Regions from separate parts of the Mus musculus genome. Here region 1 is linked to region 2. The links are chromatin contacts, called in public HiChIP or PLAC-seq maps. All regions are on one chromosome and are shown on one strand. The core of a region is the stretch at or near the end of the contact, and the rest is flanking DNA. Distances in the headings are between cores, read along the strand shown. Region 1 holds the start of Dph5 (diphthamide biosynthesis 5). Region 2 has its middle 53 kb from the start of A930005H10Rik.

Evidence for each region. HiChIP or PLAC-seq counts read pairs in DNA pulled down with a chosen protein or histone mark.
Region 1: a contact with region 2 is called in an H3K27ac HiChIP or PLAC-seq map of trophoblast stem cells, with 25 read pairs. The contact joins the promoter of Dph5 here to the enhancer-like site in region 2. A contact is called at or near these places in 8 of 39 promoter capture datasets (the 3T3-L1 cell line, 3T3-L1-derived adipocytes, HPC-7-derived erythroid cells and 4 more), 1 of 15 datasets of contacts at CTCF or cohesin (CD8 T cells), 27 of 484 Hi-C or Micro-C datasets (CD4 T cells, CD8 T cells, CD8 central memory T cells and 18 more), 10 of 115 datasets of contacts at active chromatin or transcription factors (CD8 T cells, the SCID.adh cell line, bone marrow-derived macrophages and 6 more) and 3 of 9 other capture datasets (adipose tissue, liver and pancreatic islet).

The regions. Positions count from the first base shown.
Region 1 is chr3:115,883,376-115,890,555 of GRCm38.p6, reverse strand. It overlaps Dph5 (diphthamide biosynthesis 5), which reads right to left and starts at 2,373. Exons shown (of 8, transcript NM_027193.2): 1 at 2,279-2,373; 2 at 1,959-2,116. The coding sequence starts at 2,093. It overlaps A930005H10Rik (RIKEN cDNA A930005H10 gene), which reads left to right and starts at 2,426. Exons shown (of 2, transcript NR_015487.1): 1 at 2,426-2,792.
Region 2 is chr3:115,830,951-115,838,461 of GRCm38.p6, reverse strand. No RefSeq gene overlaps it. Among named protein-coding and RNA genes, the nearest start is that of A930005H10Rik, 53 kb to the left of the region's middle. Within about 2 kb of position 2,936, at least 11 of the 459 cell types and tissues checked have an H3K27ac peak or open chromatin away from gene starts, as enhancers often do. A contact at or near this core is called in the HL-1 cell line and trophoblast stem cells, where this site is marked.

The DNA of each region.
Region 1 (7,180 bases), core at 1,124-3,623, 53 kb before region 2:
CAGAGAGAATGTATGAAAGTCTGGAAGGATAATTCTCAACTCAGAGATACTTTAGTTTGAATGTTGTTCTGTCACTATCTGTATGATACTGGACAAGTTTTTGGAACATCCCACAAAATGGGAGCAGTAACTATAGAGGGCTGGGTATTGTAGCTCTGTGGCAAAGCAATTGTGGAGCATGTTGAGAGACCTTGGGTTCAATTCCAAGCACTGTCAGGAAAATAAACAAAACAGCAAAATAAATGTTCCAAAAATATCAACACTTATCACTATGAAATAACAGATATTCTGGTACCTTAAAAAAACTACACAAAATTTACTTATAGGTAAGGTAAGCCCAGACCCCTAATAATTACATTTATGCTTAGGGGAAAACCTTGAAAAATTAATATTTACTAACACTTATAATTTATAAAGCATTTTCACATACACCTTAATAAATACTATATAACTTTCAATTGGTTATTTTTTCTTTGACAAATGGAGAAACTAGCATTTAGAAATTTGGAAATATATCTGCTAGCAGCTAAAATGTCTGAAAACTTTTGTGATGGACACTGTTCTAAGAGCCTAGAAGGCAAACACATCCTGACCTCAATTTATAAGAAATTAAATGTAAAGGAATTGTCCAGGGACATGTCACAAGGCAAAACAAGTTATGTCCCAATTTTGCTCTAAGCTATTGTCTAATATTCTTTTGTTTTTTGCTTTTTTGGGGGTGGGGGGTTGAGACAGGATTTCTCTGTGTAGCCCTGTCTGTCCTGGAACTTACTCTGTAGACCAGGCTGGCCTTGAACTCAGAAACCTGCCTGCCTCTGCCTCCCAAGTGCTGGGATTAAAGGTGTGTGCCACGACTGCCTGTCTTCCCTTTTTGTTTGTTTTTGGTTTTTGTTTTTGTTTTAGAGACAGGGTTTCTCTGTGTAGCCCTGGCTGTGTTTAATATTCTATTCGATTAACCTGCCAGTTATCTATTTTCTCAAATGGTTTTAGGTCCATTATAGTTTCTGATCACTGATCCAAGACATATTTCTATCATCTTGAAGTAAGTATAAACACCGACAAGTGTGGCCAGCAAGTCAAACTGACCATTAAACACTACTTTTTTTTTTTTTTTTCTAATTCATGACCAACTTAAGAAGAAGCCTATTTAGGATTCAAGATTTTTAACATAACCCTGAAACCTTCAAAATTCTGAGTTGTGAATCTGAGAGATATGACCGGAAGTTCTCTGGCCCACACTTTTATATGGAAGACTTGACAATTTAAAAAAACAAAACAAAACAAAAAAACCTTCCTCTCCTCCTCTAACAACACATCAGCATCTTATCTCAATATAGGGTTCACTTTAAGTTTGACAATCAAGCAGAAACTGACCCTTCTTGTTGTAACTATTATTTACATATTTACCCTGTTTAAGGTATATAATGCACTAATACATCCTCTGGTTACTTAGTCACTCTATATGTACATGTGGGAATGACAGCCTTCCTGGGAGAGTACATGTAAGGTCTCTTTGGCTATGTTGCAGACAAAAAAAAATGAGATCGCTGTTCCCTATGGAACTACTTCAAAGACGGAAGCTTTCAGATCGCTTGCTGAATGTATAAGCAACTCATTAAGCCTGTGTCAGCACCTCATTAGCACTCAACTCGGAAAGGATGTCTGGCTAGCTCATGAAATAACGGATTTGATAACTATCCCCAAGAGTGTAAAATAACTTTTTTTTTTTTATTTACTGGAGAAAGGCACAAAATTAGACTTGTAAAGTAGGACAAACTACCGTTTCATTTCCCAAGTCACTGAGTATGAAGTAGATCTTAATGGACAGGGTGTGTGTTTTACAGGGGCTTAAAAAAAAAAAAAAAAAGCAGACGCTTAGAGTCTGTGCAGTCTAGGGTAGGAGAATCGGACGCTAGCTAGATGTCTTCCCCAGAGGCCTGGGGACTTTAATCACGTACCAGGGCTTCCTTCCCTACAGTCAGGACTGAGGTGTAGGCTTCCAGATACACGCGACTGCATCGTCTCACAACTTCCAGGCCCTTGACTGTGATGTCCTTGGCATCTCCCAGGCCCAAGCCGATCAAGTAAAGCATTCCGAACTCCAGGGATGGGGAGACTGCAGAGCGAAGTGAACAACAGAAAAACGTCAGCTAACACCGGGGACCTAAAGTCTAGGGATGAACATAAAAACCAAGGTGGCACCCTGCGTGCGTCCGACACTCCTGCATACTCTTAGAAAATAATGGAATGACTGTTTTTAAAAGTGTGATCCGATTACCCGCTTAGAGACTCGGAGGTGATTCGCTGACGTCCCTCAAAGTCTCACTGCAGCCTTTTAATAATTGCAGTCCCCAAACCATGTGCCCATCAGAGACAGAGCTTCCGGGTCTCACCTAACGGCGCCGTAAAGCGCAGAGCCCTTCACAGCACTTTACGACTGGCAGGAGGCGGAGATGACAGACCGCTCCAGGAACGAGCTATAGAGCGATCGCATACCCCCCGCAAGGCCCTCCAGGACTCGCTGACTCCCGGGCAGAGGTCAAGGGTCAGGAATGGGTCCAGCTGTGCGCCTGGAAAGGACCCAGCGTGCCCACGCTCCCGGCAAGCCAGGACTCAAACATCCCCAAAGGGCGTCCGGGCTGATGACGATAGCTCCCAATCGCCCTCCAGACGCACACTGGCAGGAACAACCGGAGGGACTTCCCTGACCGACCCCGCGTTTGCTCAGCTTTGAATTCCCGCTCTGTAGATCTGTCGCAATTTAACCAGAAGTCACCCTGGTGAGGGGACAGGTTGGCTTGCCCTGCTGAGTGTGGTTGTTAAGTTCCCAGGGGGGGGGGGGGGGCTGTGACTCCTTCTAGGGGTTTGTCCCTGGGATCTGATACCAGAATGCCTCAAGGGAATCTGCCTTAGTCACCCTCGGTGGAGAGTGACCTTTTAAGAGTGCTCAAGGGATGACTAAATACGAATGTGATGACATATACGGATGAAAAATGCCATAATGAAGCCCATTACTTAGTATGCTAACCAAAGGATAATTTTAAAAAAGAAAGTAGTTCTATGGCGGGAAGCGCATAACAAAAAGGAAAGTGCTTTAAACCTCTCAGCGGTTGTTGCAGAGATTCTTAAAGATTGGTTACACGCAGCTCCAGTAAGCGAAAAGTTTACACTGCAGATGCTCTTCCTAAATTCACTGGTAACTTTATCCAAGTTGGGAAGACAGTTCATTGCTTCTCTTGGCACAATGTAATGGCCTTTCAGATTTTTCTTAAGTCTAGCCTTTTCCTCCAAGGGTGCACGAAGACCTGATTCTCCCTGTTCCCACTAAATTGATTTATTCTTTGCACCATATTAAAATACATACACCTCAAAATAGATCATGGTGTAAATGGAAAGACCTAAAATTATAACAGAAGAAAAAAAAAAAAGAAAAGAAAAGAAAATCTGACCTATCCAGGGAGAGATTTCTCAGGTATGCTATAAAAGGCATGTTGCAAAGAGAGAGGAAAAAAAGTCATACTTTAATAATAAAAACTCCCTTCAAAAGACTGAAGTCGTACACTGAGAGAAAATGTTTGCAAACCAGAAATTTGACAAAAGACTTGTCAACAGAGCAAACAAACCAAAGGAAGGCTATCAAGATGCTGGTAAAGGAACTTGTCACGCAAGTCTGACAACCTGAGTTTAATCCTGGAACCCAGTTAAAGGTGGAAGAAAAACAACTCCACAGAGGTCTCCCCTGACCACCACAGGCTGGCACACCCACACACACCCCCACACCCCCCCACACACAAACAAATTAATAATAAACTGAAGATGAATTCAAATCTAATGGATTCTTAAATGGAACAAGAAAACAACTCAATGTGGAAAAATGTACAAAAGATTTTGAGTGATAACAAATAAGATAGGCTAATAACAGATAAGCATTTTAAAACTTGTCTAGCCGGGCAGTGGAGGTGCACACCTTTAATCCCAGCACTCGGGAGGCAGATGCAGGCAGGTTTCTGAGTTTGAGGCCAGCCTGGTCTACAGAGTGAGTCTTGAACCCCGCCCCCGCCCAAAAAAAAATCTAGAGAAATGGTTTTCAAAGTTCTTTTTAGATTATTTTATGTGTGTGAATGTTTTCCCTGTCTGTATGTCTGTGTACCATATGTGTTCCTGTGCCCATGGAGGTCAGAAGACGGTACCAAAATCTCTGGAACTGGAGTTACAGATGTTTATAAGCCACCATGTGAGTGCTGGGAATCAAACCTGATAATCCGGAAACCTATCCAGTTCTATACATCCAGAGCTGGATTCATCACCTTCTTTACCTGCGTGGTATCTGACTCTGTATCGGGTAGGTTTGACATTCCCCCAACCCAGATATTAGTCACCCCCACACGTACTGCCAGGTCTTCTCTGTCAGAAACCATACTGACTATCACTGTGTTGGTTCAGATCCTAGCTCTATTACTCTGTTAGCTTCCCATCTTGTTCCCTTCAAATGTGTCTTCACAGAAACCAGGGAGGACTAGTAAAGATACACCCTAAAAATAGTATCCCCCTTCTAAAAAAAAAAAAAAAACTTTGGCAAAAGAAACCCCATGCTCTTAAATTTCCCATCTATGGGATGTTGAGTACCTGCCTCCCTGGTCCCCTTACATACCATGAGCGTTCTTTCAGTGGTATTGACCCACCTGTAGTTCTGTGCCCAAAGCATGCAGCCACATGCACCCTGCTGACACCTCAGCTCATCTGAACATTAAAGCCTGTCTCGTCATCAGCCTAGATTCCCACTACCGATCCTTTACACTCAGGAAGTCTCCCCAGAGGTCTCCAGCCTCTAAGCAAAGGAGTCTCCTCTACTAAAGTAATGTGTCTATAAAATAGCTGAGTCTCTTTAAAACTGCATACCTGTATAGGTCCCATGTCCAGCTGTCAATGGCCCACACAAAACAAACTCAAGGGTATATCTGTAAATGTGTGTCTTACATTGATTTGCTTGGGTGGTTTTTGTTGTTGTTGTTTTGTCTTCCTACTTTTTTGCTAGTGTACTAAGGTTTCTAGTTTTGTTTTTTTATGGTTTTTGTTTTTATGTTTATGTGTGTCCGTGTGGTTTCTGTGCTTTTTTCGCTTTTTAAAGAAATTTTGTTTTGCTTTTTTATTTGCTGTTTGTTTTCTAAAAAGATAAAGAAGGCGTAGAGTTGGATGGGGAGGTGAGGGATCTAGGAGGTGGGAGAGGGGAAACCACAGTAAGAATATATTGCATGAACTTTTAATGAAAAATAAAAATAAACAGATAAAATTGTCTTCCTGTATTTCTGCTTCATGAAAGTAATTTTCTGAAGTCATTGAGTGTGATTTCCTTGTGTCCGATTCTCTAGGCTTAGCACTGTGTGTACCTACAGTAAGTTTACAGTCAGGGTATATTTATAGATCATTATGCATTCATTAGTAGCCAAGCGATTTCTTTGAATTATATATCCTGTCTTCTGTGATGCCAGTGTGTGATATGTTCTAAATAAGTACTAGAAAGTCACTGACAAAACCTCAGACATTAGTATGTCTTGTTCACACCTCTTCAGGAAGCTGCTGGGGTTGAACGGCTTGTGATACATACCATGCACATTTTATTCACAGACCTTGGAGTATGTCAGCAAAGTTTTAATGTACAGCAAAATTTTCAAAGTTTACAATGTCCTTTTTATGACTTTAGATTTCATTGACTACTTTCTTATTTATTCATAGTAAGTAGATATGGCCAAAAAGAATATTTAGGTAATCCAAACTATAGGGGGGAAATGAAGGGGTCCTCTTCAGTAAGATGTTAAATATCATATTTTTAGATAATAGTTTCTACTCAAAATTTTCCCAGAAAGAAAGCCTTAACTTTGGTGTGAAATGTGTAATAAACCCACTTTTCTACCAGCTTTGTCTCATGGGAGACCAATACCTTTTTCTTTCCTGGGTGTCAAAAAGAAAAGTTATGGCAATCTTTTCCCTCTTCAGCGTAACAAACACAAGCAGCAAATCTTACCTAGTCTGTTTTTATAGAGCCATTCTGGGGGTATGGGGTGGGGGTTGGCTGTTTCTCCCTCACTCTTTTAAACAGTTTTCAAATATGATTGTCTTTCCCCCTGTCTCCAATAACTTATTCTTAGGAAAGGTGAAGTAATTTTACAATAAGCCTCCACAGCTTCCTAGATTCCACAGCTGTTAAGAGGTGGCTGTATTTGCTTCATAATACATTTCACCATCTAGCTGGACATCAGCCGATCTTATTTTTTTTTTTTGATACATTTCCAAAGGTCATTTGTTTCCTCTCCTAATGCAATCTGAGCTTTGAATATTTTCCATTAAAACAGCTTCTTGGTTTTAGCATATGTTGTTGTATAATAACACCAATGACAGCAGTCAGAAAGCAGACAAATTTCATTATTAGAGCAAATTGCAAGTCTTGTGCACCAGAGAGAGTGTAATAGTTATAGAAAACAATAAGGGTAGACATTTGTCTATTTTTTGAGAGATCATTAACGTCTTCATAACCTTTGTCAGTAACTCAGTTTTAGTCTTCTCGCTGAAGGAACCCGTTCCTATATGCTCTTGCTGTACTCGCAAAATGAGTGCTTCAGTTGCTCGTTTCCAAAGCAAGCTAATCCCTGTGCTGTTTCCACCCCACCGTCGACATTGTATGTTACTTTTATCTTAAAGAAATAACAGCTGAGATGCTTCATTACATCATGGACAAATTGTAATTACCACACATCTGAAAGAAGCCATCCTTCAGTTTTCCTGTTTGAACTTGTTTGTCTGTTGAAAAGAAACCATCAGGGACTGACTAAACTTCATCTGACCTTATTGTGAATGGAGAATATTATTTTACTGTGACACTGGCCTTTTAACCTACATGCTCCCACGGATTGCCTTTGTTAGTAGAAATCTGCATTAATATTCGGAGAGTCTGGAGACCTTGAATTGATTTATAGTCACTATTTTCTAACAAATAAGTGGTAATTAAAGATAACACTCCTCTAGATGAGGCTACATTTACCAATGTTAAAAAAAAAGATTTGTAGTTACATTATTGTGTATTCATTTACTTAGGTAAAAAAAAAATCACTTTTTGTTTATTTAGCGACCTTATGATTAATTATATGCCCATATAAACTACACATGTAGAAAAAAAAGGAAAGAG
Region 2 (7,511 bases), core at 1,687-4,186:
TCGATATGACTGACATAGCCCAGGAATGCATGATCTTAGGGGGAAACTGCCACCACGATGGCAGTGTGTGCGTGCCACTGAGTCTCTCTGTTTCCCTCGACATTTTGAAATAAGTCATGACAACATCACCCCAAGTGAGTTTACTTTTGACCCCCTGGGGAATGAGTGCACAGTTTGGAAACTTTGGGGTTACACTAATCCTGATTCATTATCTGGGGCTGGATACATTGTTTCTCAAATAAGAATTAAACTTTATTGAGTTTCAGAAAATAATACCCCAAAGTATGGTATTTTGACAGTTTGAGGACAGGAGATTAAACATTCTGAGAAACAAAGTCCCTCTATGACCTTTCCCTGTCCTCCTGCCTCACCCACTTTGCTCCTGGGAAGCAAGTCATAGAAACCAGAATTCTTCCCTAAAGTGAGTCATAGAAACCACAACTCCTCATCTCAGTCCTGCCCCAGGCCCTGGACATAGGAATGCTACAATCACACACACATACACACCCACACCCACACACACACACCCCCCCACACACACACACACAAAGCAAGAAGAATCTGAACAGGACTTTCAGACCCTTTTTGTGAAAGCGCACTTAAACACCTGCTGTGAAACTTTCTTGAGGGCAGGTATGCAAACAGGCAGTGTCCCCTGGGTCTTTTTTTTTTTTTTTTCTTTTTAGAAGCCTCTCATTGACCACTTCTAGCTAAACTAATTTGTTATGCTAGTTTTCTCAGTAACCTTTCACCCATGACTCTTATGGGTGACCAGACATATCATCTTTCTGTCTTTCTACCTTCTTTTGCAGAGGAAGAAGAGAAAGCAGAAATCATTTAGGAAACACAATTTCTACCTCAGTGTGCAGCAACCTCAGTACTTATTTTCTGAGAAATATTTAGAAACTGGTTTATAGCACAGTGTGTATTTATTAAATGAATGGAGAAAAATGACTCCCTAGTTTGATGAAAATGGTTCCTTCTATTAACCACAGAAGGCCAAAGTGTAAAGGAGTTGTCTACAAAAGCGTACAGCCTCATGCCCAATAGCTATTTGGCTTAAAGGCGACTAACAAGGATGGTTGGATGCACAAGTACATGTCTCTATGAGATATATTGTTTCCAATGCACCACCATGAGAGTAATTTCACAGACAATGAAAATGATTAGTGAACTCTCAATACAAATGCCCATGCATTTATCATTGGATTGTTAAGAAAGAAATTAGAAATTAGAAATTTCTTCCTTAAATATTTGATCAGTGTGAACCTGTCTATAATAGGCAGTTACTGATGATCAAACGCATTTCCTTGAATATATCCAGGCCTGGTTAGATAGTCCACTTCTTCTTATGACATTTGGCAGATTGCTGTTAAGAAACTGGTTCAGTTAGTTTATACTATCCAAGCAGTGACAAAATTGTTCACAATCATCTATCTCAATCCCATTTACATTCATAGATCTATGGCAATATTCTCTTTTGCATTTCTGACTATACTAATATTGTCAGAAGACCGAAGTTGGGCTTATCGCTGTCGCTATTGGTTTCCCTTTCAGGGGTAAGCTCATTGGTCCTTCTGCTCTGGCTTTGCTATTTTTCTTTTCGCTTCCTTGGGATTTAACTTGTTCTGCTCTTTCTGTAGAAGTGGATGACTTTGTTTCTATTTATTATTGCTGCTATCAGCTTTTCTCAAAACACAGGCTTTCCACATCCCACAAATTTTGATGAAGCGACTTTTTGCTGTTATTCAGTTATTTTTTTTAAACACTTAATTTTTTTCCTTGGGTTTTGTCCTTTGACTCATTTGTTGTCTATAAGTGCTGTTATCTATAAGTATGCTGCTTATACCTCATCTGGACATTCTTCAGGGTTTTTTTTTTTCTGGTTATTGGTTAATCCATTAGTTCCATTGTGCTTGGTAGCAGAGCCTTTATTGTTTCCTTTCTAGGAGTATTTGATAGCCCAGAGTATTATCTGTCTTGATAAAAGTTCCCAATGAGCTTGAAAAATAATGTGCAGTGTGTAGTTCTGGCAGATTAATCCACTGGTATAAGTATATCTAGTAGATTTATTTTCACTGAGTTTTCTTCTGACTTTCTGCCCACCAAACTTGTGAATTTCTGACAGAAAAGTGTCAAAGTTTTACCTATAATGATGAATTTTTCTATTCTTCCTCATTCTTCCTTCTAGGTTGGTCTGACATATTTTGGTGTCTGTCGTCAGGCACATATATGTTAAGTATTATTATTTCTTCTTGGAGAACCAGTCCCTTTATTGTCTGATCCTTGATAACTTTCTTTGCTTTGATGTATAATGTGTCTGAAATGAATAGCTATGCCTTCTTCTTGTCATTGGCTTTAGCACCAGTTTGCATGTGGCTGAGGACAGAACTGAACACAGCCCAAAACAAAGTCCTAAACTTCCGTAAAGCACCTTGAGATTTTGGAGCTGGGGATTTGGCTCAGTGGTGGAGCCCTTGCCTACAATACACAAGGCCCTGGACCTCAGCCTCAGCACTGAATAAAAAGTAATTTTAAAAACTTGACTGTGTAACTCTCAAGCATGAAATTGTGGATGATGGTGTTGTATTGTGGAAAGCCTGGACATGACTGCTAGTCTAAGTCAAAAGTCTCATCTAAGTATCATGTAAATCCCTGACAGTTGAAGTGCAATCCACCTCAATGTTGGGGAATGGCTTTGTGGACTGTGTGTGTATTCAGATGCTGGCTACTGTGCCCAGAGATCTGGTTGCAGTCTGGACTTTGGCATTGTCAAGCATTTCATGTCTCAGTGTTATGTAAAAATTGTTCCCCATTACTTCTGACTGGTTATTAAAGAGCTGATCAGCCAATAGCTGGGCAGGAGAGGAGGAGGGAGTTCCTGGTGGAAGTAGGAAAGCAAGATTGGACTGTGAGGATTTGCCATGAGCAGGTGGCCATAAGAGAGTCCAGGAGGACACCAATGGGGTAGGAACAACCTCTGGAGCAAGAACAGCTAGGACAAGACCCAGATGCCAAGTAACACCACATAGTGGGAAGTAGGCCAGGCCAGCACAGTTGTGTTAGAATAGCTCAGTATTTGCCCAGCTATAGTGCAAGAAGATCATTAATAAAAATATTGCGTTTCATCATTTCAGAGCAAGGGCAGGTGTAGAAAAGCCCTGTATATTTACATCTTAAGTCAGTATCCTTCCTAATATGATTCTGGAAGATGAAGCATATTATGTGCTTGCTAAATATAGAGAAATTCTGAAATTACTGCTCCTATTCTGAAAGGGGCAAAGAAAAAGTAGGAAAGAAAAAAATGGAGTCGTAAGAATGACCAGAGGTGATAGCTAGGGCAAGCACAAGAGACATTAAAGGTCAACAATAGTCTTTGACTCGCTGCTCTTCCCTTCAGGCTCATTCTTTGCATTCCAAACCATGGTGATCACAGATTGGTGTCACATCCTGTCTTAGTTAGGGTTTTATTGCTGTGGACAGACACCATGACCAAGGCAACTCTTATAAGGACAACACTTAATTGGGGCTAGCTTACAGGTTCAGAGAGGTTCAGTCCATATCATTAAGGCAGGAACATGGCAGCATCCAGGCAGGCATGGAGCAGGAGGAGCTGAGATTTCTACATCTTCATATGAAGGATGCTAACAGGATACTGGCTTCCAGACAGCTAGGATGAGTGTCTTAAAGCCCACACCCACAGGGACACACCTACTCCTTCTACTTGTGCCACTCCATGGGCAGAGTATAAAAACCATCCCACACCCCGATGTGAATGATCTGAATTTCTGCACTGATTTTGCCTTAATTACTTTCTCCAAACAGGCAGCAGGCGCTGTCCTGGTCCTATTCATACTGTAGCTCTCTTTCTGGGCTTCACAGCTCTCCTTGGCTGAGTTCCTGTATGTATAGTTCTGCTACTGTTCCAGTTTTGAAGTCTCAGTGATAGTAGTAATGTTATTCTAGTTTTTCTGGACAAAATCCATCTCATAGCTCTTGAACTCGAGTGACAGAGACATCTTTGTCCACCAGGACCAGAGAAGTGTCCATCCTTTAAATTTCCTGAGAATTTTGTGTGCCCTGGAACTGCACTTTGGACTTATAATGGGAGATGTAGTCAGAATGGTTTCTGAATTGCCTTGGGTGTCATCCTTCTCTTGTCTTCCAAATACCTTCCCACTTCTGTTGAACTTCTGATCCACACAGCTTCCCATCTGATAAGTTGCTTGACCATGCCCTTAGTGATCTCTGCTGATTTACAATGCTTGGAGTCAGCCAGAAAATATTTTAAGTCTGTAAGTTTGACATCCTTTTTGTTTACTAATTGCCATCTTAGAGTCATTTCTTTCTCCTCAAATTTAAGTAATCCAGGGAAGCTAACTTCAGCCCTTTGCTTGGACATTTCCTTGGCCAAATGATCAATTTTATTTTCTTACAGACTCTGCCTTCCACAATACACAAGAACAAAAACAGCTCAGCCATCATTTCTATTCCATTCTAAAAAGGGTGGCCTTCCCTTTTTCTGTAGAAGACCTTATCAAAATCATCTTTACAGTCTGTAGTTCTGGTCTGGTAATGATGGTACATACCTGAGATTTTAGAATGCAAGTAGCTGAAGCAGGAAGATTGCAAGTTTATGGCCAGGCAGGGCTACATATGTGAGAGTCCGTCTCAAAACCACAGTCCCTATTTTTTACTAACATTCTGCATGAATTACTTTGATATTCTCTGGCCATACTAGCTCAGCCAGTCAACAGCTTCTCTAGCACAAGAATGAGGATTAAAAAGACAAAAGGCAATTAGACAACACTGTAGCATGACCCCTTCCAGTCAGTTCTGAGGCTGAGGCAGGTTTATTTTTTCCCAGTCCACTTTTATACCATTTTAATTGCATGCAAGCAATAAGGGCAAACAGTACAATAAACACAAATAGTCAAGGAACAAGCAAAGCAATAAGCAAAGTCCCGTGATCGCTGTTTCTAAGGACTTATCAGGATGATCGAAATATCTGAGCCTACTTCCTTGTCCAAGCCCAAAATCAGATTCTTGCCTAAAGCCTACTTCTTTTGCTCTACCCTAAAATTAAGATTCCTGCCTGAGCTTACTTCCCTGTTGTAGCCTAAAATTAGATTCCTGCCTGAGCTTACTTCCTTGTCTTGGCATAATGTCAGATTCCTGCCTGAAGCCCATTTCCTTGTCCTTGATCAATGTCAGATTCCTGCCAAGTGGCCCACAAAGCTCTCCACAATTCTCCAAGAAGACTGAAAATTTCCCCGTGGCTCCCCCATTTCTTTCTGGACCCTTACTAGAAATTATTTTCAAGTCCTATTCCAATACATCAACGTAAGCCTTAAAAACAAACAAGCAAATAGGCACCACCCAAATTCTCCAACCTCTACTCTTTGCCCTGCTCCAAAATTGCTTATTGCTTTTGTAGGTATTCATTATAAAAGAACTGTTTTCCTACATACTAGTTTTTGTATTTGCTCATTTCATCTGATAATCTATCTATCTATCTATCTATCTATCTATCTATCTATCTATCTACCTATCTACTTACCTATCCATCCATCCATCCATCCATCCATCCATCCATCCATCCATCCATCCATCCATCTATCATCTGGAGCGACTTAAAAACATTTATGTCTCATAGTTCTATAGAATGGGAAATTCACTAGAAAGACATGAGCCCATTTGTCTGGTGGGGTTTCCTTCCTGGATTGTAGATGATCTTTTTTTTTAAGATTTATTTATTTTTATTTATACGAGTACACTGTAGATGTCTTCAGACACACACCAGAAGAGTGCATCAGACTCCATTACCATATGAGCCACCATGTGGTTGCTGGGAATTGAACTCAGAACTTCTGGAAGAGCAGTCAGTGCCCTTAACCTCTGAGCTATCTCTCCAGCTCCATAGATGACCTTTTTTTTTTGTTCACAGTGTTTGTAGATAGTTGAAAGGGCAAAGTAGCTCTCCAGGGTCTCTTTTGTAAGTACACTAATTCCGTGCCCCACCTCCATGTACCATCATTGGGAGCTAGGTTTCAACACATGAATTTTGAGGAGGCAACAAAACATTTTATTTATAGCAGGTCTTTTCTGCTTCCTCTGGCATTTCCATTGCTGGGAAGTTATGGTTTTGTGAGGGTCCCACAGTTCTTGTGTATTCTGCTCTGTTTTGCCTCCCTCTGTCTTTGTTCTCTTTGCGCTTTTTTTAGTTTTGGGGATTTCTATTGATGTCTTCTAAAGCTCAGAGATTCTTACCTCAGCCATGTCCAGAGTACTAACAAGCCCATCAAAAGCATTCAGAATTCCTCTTGTCATTTTCATCTCTAGAAGTCCTTATTGGTTCTTTCTCAGGATTTCTATCTCTGCTTGTGTCAGTAATTTCTCTCTCCTGTGTGAGTTACTCATTGGAACCTTTGGTGTCTGCATTGTTTTAAGTTCCTTATCTGATAATTCTGCCACCCCTGCCCTGTCTATTTCTGATGCTTGCTTTATCACTTAAAACTCGCTCTTTCCTTTTTACTATGTATGGTGATCCATACATTAGAGGCTTGGGCCCTGGGATGGTGGCGGAAGCTTTAAGAGGTGTGGCCTAGTGGGAGCTTAGGCCACAGGGAACTTGCCCTGGGGAGGAAATACCACCCTGCCAGATGAGTTCTCAGAAAGGTTCCTTATAACAACCTGAACCTGTCCCTACCCAATCTCTCTGACTCTCGGTTTGGTGATGTGATTGCTGGCTCCCATACTTGCTGTCACCATAGAGGTCTGCCATGATACAGGGTAGCTAAGAGGGGCTGCCTCAGACCTCATAGTAGGCAGCTGTACTGGAACCTACAGAGATGTGAGAGTTGTTTTCCATGCTGTTTCCTTTCTCACAGATTGTGATCCAGTTTCTTCGGGTTGGGAATCTCTAGTTTGGAGGCAGCAGTTTGCCCTGTGGCCTTACTTCTCGTATGGACCCAAGAGGAGTCGCATTGTTTTTAGTTTGTTAGCTCAGAACTTGTTAGAATAGAACAGCGACTCCTGAGACCTTACAGGTGTAACTGCTAAACAGAATTGTCCCATTTCCTAATTTACAAAATGCAAAAGGTGATGATAAGGACTGAGGATGTAGCTAATTGGTTGAGGGTTAAGGTTAGGGTTAGGGTTAGGGCTAGGGCTAGGGTTAGGGTTGGGGTTAGGGTTAGGGTTGGGGTTAGGGTTAGGGTTAGATGAGACCCTGGATTCCATCTCCAGCACCTCAGGGGAGGACAAAACAGAATCATTTCATGTCCCTGATGGAGTCTCCAGCCTATGCTTTGTCCACTCATTCAAGAAGGAAATATTTCTAACGTTAAATAACAATGTTGAGAAACTGCAGAAATTGATTGTGCCCACTCTCCATAGTCTCTCCCCTGGTCAGGGCCCTAGTTTATTTGCAATAAGCTAGATACAGCTTGCAAAAGAAGAACACACTACACAAGTCAAAAGATCTTGTGACAATTGTTCTTCTTCTGCTT